Linked DNA regions of Mus musculus: region 2 is linked to region 1. A link is a contact called in public HiChIP or PLAC-seq data. All regions are on one chromosome and are shown on one strand. Each heading gives the region's core, a stretch centred on a gene start, on an enhancer-like site or on the middle of the called end of the contact. The rest is flanking DNA. Distances are from core to core; before and after follow the strand shown. Region 1 overlaps Lrfn1 (leucine rich repeat and fibronectin type III domain containing 1). Region 2 holds the start of Sycn (syncollin).

Region 1 (3,874 bases), core at 307-2,806:
ATTTCAGGCTTACAGATGTGTACATATTGGTTTGTCTGGGTTTTGTTTGTTTGTTTGTTTGTTTGTTTTTGTGGTGATAGGGAACAAATCCAGGACTTCCTGCAAGCACTCCACTCTCCTCTTTGATACACTCTTACCTTTCCGGAAGGGAGCATGCTGCAAGGCCAGCCCCAGCTCCTGGCTCAGTTTCCAAAGCACCTAAGCTACATATTCCCACTCACTGCCCTTCTAAGTTGCACTCTGGCTTACAAGCCCTTCGAGGCACCTTGGGACAGCTCCTCTAGAGGCAACCGGCTGTTCTATGAACGCTCTTCGTTGTACCACCAGAATTCCAGGAACCAATTCACTGAAGCATACCTTCCACATACTTATCTACAACTGACTAAACTGTAGCCAAGCATGGGCTTCGTTCTTTGCTATAGCCTCCTCTCAAATAAGGTACATAGCATAGCAAAGTCCTTCAGTTAAATACCCGGGAGCCACCTCTCTGCCCTTTGCTAGCTCTGTGACCACACACCTGTTTCTTAACTTCTCTGTGTACCATTTCCCTCTAACAGGAACAATGAGAATTCCTATATCCTTGAGACAGCACAGGGAATGAATGAGTTAACGCACCCAAACAAAGCCCAGGGTGTCTAAGGATGTCACTGTGAGCTAATGTCCCATCCAGGGTTTCCAGCAACTCTGTGGGCTCCCACTCCAAGGATATCTGCCCATCTGTCTCTTTTTCGATTACATTTAGTCTACAACAATATCATTGTTAACTGGCCTGACCTCATCTAAATTACTTTGATTAACGTGTATATACGTGTGTGCAAAGATGAGATCAGTGGACAACTTGCAGGAGTCTGTTCTCTCCTTCCACCATATGTGACCCAGGGATTGAACTCGAGTCTCGGGTCAACAGGCTTGGTAGAAAGTGCCTTTTAAGCCACTCAGCCATCTCACCCGCTGCACCCTCTACATCCCTCTAAGATCCACCCTAGGGACATTCCCTCCCAGACTTAGGTGTCTTTTGATGAGCGTATCTTGGCACAGTCTGTTTGGGCTACTTCCAGCCTCAGGGAATCCAGAGTGTGGAGTGTGCCCTGACTGGCATGCGCTGCAACCAACCGCGCAAGCTCTCCTCTCTTGCCAAGGCTCTTAGTGGCTCACCAGAGACAAGCACCGCCCCTTCCTCTGCTTGATACCATGCAGAACAAGTTCCACCTCCTCCAAAAAGCCATGCCCTGTCTCCGAGCGTGCTTACCTGTCAGAGCCCCACAGGCCTGCTGCCTGCTGGTCCTGAGACCCTCTCCAAGAAGGTCCCTGCCATCTGGACTTCAGGCATAGGTCCCACCCTCCCCAAAAGACCCCACCTTAAGTTCTTCATTTTCCATAAACCACCCACCTCAAGCTGCCCTGTCCCCCTTCTTGGCTGTAACTTTCCCTTTTCTTCTCCTTGAGGCTTGGATTTCCTTGGATCTTCTCCCCAAATAACCAGTTGCTAGGGGCTCCCCCCTTTTCAAGGACAGTCACTGGCTCCTTAAGAAAGCCTGGGCCCACGAGTCTCTCATTGGCTGTCAGACCAGAGCAAGCAGCTGAGCAGGCTTCTTGTTGGATGTCACCTCAGCCCATGGCTGCAGAGAGGAAGTTAACCCCTGCAGTGCCATCCTATCTATACAAGCATCTGCAAAGGAGGATGCAGGATAGAACTGGGGCCCTCGGGGAAGAAGTATCCTTGCCCAACTGAGGAGAAGCGACCACCAAGATCTGCTTACATACTGGGTCTGGAGCTTTCCCCCACCCTGCCACACTATGGCTATGGATCAGAGAGGAACAGTGAAGAGCGATGAAAAACCACACAATCCAAATGACAGAAACGCATCATCCATCTCCCCACCATCCCTGCCTGGCAAACACTAGGTATTCAATAAGTGTGCGTTCAAGCATATGAAAGACAGCTCTGCCGCTCTCGGTGAGAGCAAATGATCTCTCCCACAGAGCATCGAGTTCTGTGACTGAAAAGAAAGAGAAATGAGGGTGTGGCTTAGTGGTAGAGCACAAGCTTAGAATCCCCCAGTGAGGGGCCGGGGGCGTGGCTCAGTGGTAGAGCCCCTGCCTAGAATCCCCCAGTGAGAGGCTGGAGGCGTGGTTCAGTGGTAGAGGCCCTGCCTAGAATCCCCCAGTGAGGAGCTTGGTTTATTACAGGAGGATTGCCTAGCATATGTGAGGCCTTAAGTTCAATCAACAGTACCATAAAAATGAATGAATAAAAATAAAATAAAGGCTGGCCAGATAGCTCAGTGGGTAAGGGAGCCTGCTACCAATGTAACAACCAGAATCTGACCCCTAAGACATGGTGGAAGGAGAGAACAGATTCTCACAAGATGTCCTCTGATTGCCATATGTATGTTATGGCACACGTGCACACACGCACACACACGCATAATTTTAAGAATGTTAAATGACACACTTAAGTAATTTTTCTTCTTTCTTTCTTTCTTCCTTTCTTCCTTCCTTTCTTTCTTTCTTTCTTTCTTTCTTTCTTTCTTTCTTTCTTGTCTGTCTGTCTGTCTGTCTGTCTGTCTGTCTTTCTTTCTTTCTTTCTTTCTTTCTTTCTTTCTTTCTTTCTTTCTTCCTTTCTTTCTTTCTTTGCTTGAGACAGGGTTTCTCTGTGTAGCCCTGGCTGTCCTAGTACTTCCTCTGTAGACTAAGCTGTCCTCAAACTCAGAGATCCGCCTGCCTCTGCTTCCCGAGTACTGGGATTAAAGGCGTGCGCCACCACCACCCAAAAAATAATTTTAAAAAATTTTAATGAGGGGCTGGTGAGATGGCTCAGTGGGTAAGAGCACCCAACTGCTCTTCTGAAGGTCTGAAGTTCAAATCCCAGCAACCACATGGCGGCTCACAACCATCCGTAACGAGATCTGACTCCCTCTTCTGGAGTGTCTGAAGACAACTACAGTGTACTTACATATAATAAAAATAAATAAAATCTTTAAAAAAATTTTTTAATGAAATAAATAGAGGTGATGGTAACAGCTTTATAGCAAACAGCTGCATCTCTGTACATAATTTGTGAGAGTTTCTGTTGGGGCCTTGGTCTGCTGACTGTCTGTAAGAATGTGTCCGTCTGTCTATCTAGGGAGGGCTTCTGACACAATGTCCTCAGTCCTGACAGCCAAAGCAAAATGAGGAAGTGTGTACTTGGTGTAGTGATACAGTCCCTGTAGTCTCAGAAGATAATGAGTTCTGTGCCAGCCTGGAGTACATAGTGAGCTGAAGGCTAGCCTAGGCAAAAGCGTGCCTCAAAAACAAAAGCAGAGCCAAGGGAAGAGAGAGCCCCTGGCAAGCACAGTGGCTGACAAGGACACAGATGGAGGCCAAGAGCCAGGCTTATCTTGAAGGGCTAAGCACACTCAAGTTCCTGGGGCTACCACTGACAGGGAAATGGCTCCCAACCCTCTAGTAACCCAAAGAAAGTGAAGCCCAGGGCCAGGCACTCAGCAGACTCTACAGTGCAGAAGGAAGGCAAGAACAAGATGTTCCTCTTTAGCCAACAGCCATTTATCAAGTACCCACTATGTACCATCCCTGCTGTGCCAGGGTCTGTGACTGGGAGCCGTACTGATAAGCTATGAAGGTGGAGGGACCACAGGGATCAGGTACTGATTCCCAATGGGCCCCACCCCTACCCACTGGGCTGTGTATTCCCTCAGGGCAGGGACTGGTCTAATGGTCTCTTCAGGGCGCAGTTGCCAATGGTCACAATGGAAGCAGCCATTTTATTTTATTTTACTTTATTGGGTTTTTTGGGACAAGATCTCACTGTGTAGCCCAGGCTGACCTCAAAGGCACTGCATAAGCCAGGCTGACCTTGAACTGAAGATCC
Region 2 (3,785 bases), core at 15-2,514, 76 kb before region 1:
GCCTCCTGGCTCTTGGAGCTACAGCAATTCCCAAGGCCAGGCTGGGTAGACAGAGCCTCAAGGCATCAATAGCACCTGTAACAGAAACATGAATTCCCAACAGGGGGTGTCCGGACAGAGATTGTCCCGTGTGGGAAGGTCTGAGGAGGGGTTCAAGGCTCCAGGTTGAGGAGCTTGGGGTCAGGCATTTTTTTTTTGAGGGATTCCGCTGAGCTGACTTGGGGTGTTGTTACAGTGAAACAGAGGATACCCGAGGTCTGTGGGTCTTGGGACGATTGCTGGACCTGGGGACCACTAGGAATGAGCCTGGGAGGTCTACAAATGGTTTCAGGATTTGGGGCTAATCTAAACAAAGTGGGTGGGGGTGGAGGGTTAGACCAGACTGACTCTTCAAGATTTGGGCCTGGGGTCTCGAGGCCTGAGAGGTTTTTAAGTCTCAGAGTTGGATCTAGGGGCTTTCGAATGTAATGAGGCAGGGCTGGCTTAGGGGTCTAAGGACCCCAGAGGAGCCAGTGACCCCCTCATTCTTAGGCCAGGAAACCTCATGCAAGTGCAGAATTAGGGCGGCGCTGAGTGGAAGGGTTTCTAGAATGGAGGCACAAGTTGGTTGGCATTGTTGACTTCCTGGTATGGGGAGCCTAGAGTTTGTCTAAGAGCCTAGGGGTGGTGGTGAGGGCCATAAGATAGAAGATGACAGGATTAGTCTAGGGGGTGCACTCAGAGATGGGACCTCCAGGAACAGTTTCTAAGGAGAAATCTACTTTTCTTAGTATGAATCTGGGGGTCTCTGGATTCTGTGGGAGCGAGCCTTGGGTTTGGGTGGTGGGATTGGGTAGGTACTCACTTGCAGTAGAGGGCAGAGATGGAGTCGGACCAGTCTCCAAAGATGCCTTTGCGGTACTCTTCCAGGCGAGGGTAAGAACCCGCGGTGAACTTGCGGGTCTTGCCATGCTTACCGGGGAGAGACCACACAGTGATCTCACAGCGCTGGCCCACTACCAGAGACGATGCAGTGTTAGACCAGCCCGAGGGCAGATAGGGCAGGTCAGTACCTGGCTCCACAGACAACACGGGCCCCTGGCAGCAGTTGTCATAGTATGGATCACTCTTCTCATAGAGTCTGGCGCACGTACGCGTCCCATCTGACTTCTTCAGGTCTGCGGGCACCGGGCAATTGCCATGGGCACCAGGGACAGCCACCAGGGCTAAAGCCAGCAGCAGTGGGCACAGCAGGGACATGGTGACAATGAACCATGAGAGGTCTGAGGTGCACTTATGACCCATGGGAAGAGAGAATATATGAGATAAAGACAAGGGAGGAATGAGGACACACCCCCTGTCCTTGGCGCTCACTGGAATGAGGACACGCCCCCTGTCCTTGGCACCAGAGACCTACCTGAGCAGTGTGGAAAACATCACACCACTGAATAGTAAATACAAGATGGGGATAAAACCCTAACGCCTTGGACTGGTTAAAGACAGTCTAGGGGTTGGAGATAAGGCTCAGAGTGTTTGCCTAGCACTCGTAAAACCTGGGATTTGATCCCTTGCCATTGTTTACAGAGTAGCTGTGGTGGGGGAAAGCAATGAGGAAGTAGAGGCAGGGGGATCAGGAGCTCAAGGTTATCTTTGGCTACAAAGCAAATAGGAGTCAAAGCCCTGGGGATGTATTTGGGATCCTGGGTGAATGGGGGATAGATAGATAGATAGATAGATAGATGATAGATAGATAGATAGATAGATAGATAGATAGATAGATAGATAGATAGATAGAAAGGAGATGATTCCGAGTTCATATCCTTGAAGAGGGCCATGATCCAGGAGACTCATCACTTTGGGCGTCTATGGGCACCTTACAATCACATGCACGCACACCCACAGAGACATGCATGTTCACACATAATTAAAAAATAAATTAAAGGTTTTAAATGGGAAAAGTCAGGACTGGAGAGATGGCTCAGCAGGGAAACCTGAGTTCTGAGCCCCAGCACCCATGGGAATGTGGCACTTATAACACCAGCACTGCAGGGGGCAGAGGCAGGAGGATGGCTGAGACTTGCTGACTGGCAGCCTAGCTCCAGGTTCAGTGAGAGACCTCGTCTCTTGACATTACTTTGTTGATGGATCAGAATAGATAGATCAGCCCTCCTGTGGCCTTTGTGTACACATGCACATTAATGCATATATCTCACACGTGTGTGCATATGCCACACACGGACACATGGACACATAAAAAGGGAAGAGAAAGATAAAAGGGAAAGGCTGAAAAAGTCGGCACAGACCTCAAATCCCAGCACTGAGGAACCTGAGGTAGGAGAAGAAGCTGTGGGCCAGCTTGGGCTACAGAGTGAGACTGTTTGTACAACTGAAAGGGCTGGGGATATTAACTTAACTAAATAAGTACTTGGTGAATTAAAAAGGGTTCCCAAAATCTAGATGTAGCTATGCTATACGGAGTGTTTACAAATGGACGAAGAGATGAGCTTCCTCTTCCCCACCCCTCCCTCCACCCAAAAGCACAGGCAGGGGAGAGGACAGGGGCGTGGCGTCCACCCTCTCCCTTACCTCAAGAGCTGGAGTTCTGTTTGTGTGTGGTTCTGGGTATAGAACCCACAGCCTCCAGCCACACCTGGAGGCTTTCTCCCCTCCTTCTCTCCTTCCTCCTCTTCCTCCTCCTCCTCCTTCTCCTCTTCCTCCTCCTTCTTTTTTTACCTTCTCCTCTTATTTTAGTTTTCTGAGGTAGGGTCTCAATATATAGCTGTGACCCGTCCAGCAGGTCCAGTTATTCGAGGGTCTCGAGGGGACCTTCTCCTAAGAACCAAATGGTGGGTAGAGAGAGACGAGGGTCTGGTGCGAATAACGACCCGGAAATGTTCTGAATTGCATCAAGACCCCACTGTATTGAGAAAGGCCCAAGGCTTAAATGCACAAGCAAAAGGGGAAGTGCCTTTCAGCAGGAAGGATGGGGCAATAGAATTGTACAAGGAAAAGGGGAAGTACAGGTACTTATCAGTGGGAGGGGTGGGGCAATAGAATTGCACATTCTTTAGGCAGTTACACCTGGAAGCAGGAACTTGGCGGTATCAGGGTGTGGTCAGGACATCTGCGATGATTTAGGGCTGGAACCTTCTGTGGTTGTTCTCAGAGCAGTGTGTCGGTGGCCCGCTTTTGACCCTCTTTTCTTCTGGGGTGGGGGGAGGGAGAGGCCCAATTTAGAGATCAGGACAATAGCGTTGCCTTAATAGCTCCCAACATAGCTGGCCTTAAACTTACAGCCATCCTCCTGTCTCAGCCTCCCTAGTGCTGCATTATAGACATGCACCCCACACAGTCTCTTCGCCTGGGAAATGGACAGTGCTTTTCTCCAATGCTGTTTGTTGGATTGTAATGGTGACAGTGGATGGCTGACAGTGTGTTTCGGTGCCTGGGATGGAAGTCAGTGATGGAGGATGAGCCTTGCATGTGTGAGGGACTCATCTCTAGCGCCACCATGTATGCAGAGGCAGGCGGGTTTCTGAGTTCGAGGCCAGCCTGGTCTACAGAGTGAGTTCCAGGACAGCCAGGGCTACACAGAGAAACTCTGTCTCAGAAAAAAACCAAACCAAACCAAACCAAGCCAAACCAAACCAAAAGCCTGCAATATGTGGCCCGGAGTTCAAATCCCAGCACCAGTGCAGATGGCCAGGCACACCCGCAGAGCTTTTAATCCAGTGCCGGGAAAGGCAGAGCTCCTGCTCCCCAGTAGGCACAACAGCTGATCTGGCGGCCTCCAGGTCCCAGGGAGA

What was found. HiChIP or PLAC-seq counts read pairs in DNA pulled down with a chosen protein or histone mark.
Region 2: a contact with region 1 is called in an H3K4me3 HiChIP or PLAC-seq map of embryonic stem cells, with 27 read pairs. The contact joins the promoter of Sycn here to the enhancer-like site in region 1. A contact is called at or near these places in 20 of 39 promoter capture datasets (the 3T3-L1 cell line, 3T3-L1-derived adipocytes, the C10 cell line and 13 more), 69 of 484 Hi-C or Micro-C datasets (the 4T1 cell line, the 63-12 cell line, the AtT-20 cell line and 49 more), 22 of 115 datasets of contacts at active chromatin or transcription factors (the 230-238 cell line, CD8 T cells, bone marrow-derived dendritic cells and 16 more) and 5 of 9 other capture datasets (adipose tissue, embryonic stem cells, liver and 2 more).

What each region holds. Positions count from the first base shown.
Region 1 is chr7:28,462,298-28,466,171 of GRCm38.p6, reverse strand. The region is part of intron 4 of Lrfn1 (leucine rich repeat and fibronectin type III domain containing 1); the gene reads right to left. Among named protein-coding and RNA genes, the nearest start is that of Lrfn1, 12 kb to the right of the region's middle. Within about 2 kb of position 1,556, at least 92 of the 459 cell types and tissues checked have an H3K27ac peak or open chromatin away from gene starts, as enhancers often do. A contact at or near this core is called in the 230-238 cell line, the CH12 cell line, the HPC-7 cell line and 8 more, where this site is marked.
Region 2 is chr7:28,538,364-28,542,148 of GRCm38.p6, reverse strand. Sycn (syncollin) reads right to left here and starts at 1,264. Exons shown (of 2, transcript NM_026716.3): 1 at 845-1,264; 2 at 1-75. The coding sequence starts at 1,239. The coding sequence ends at 66.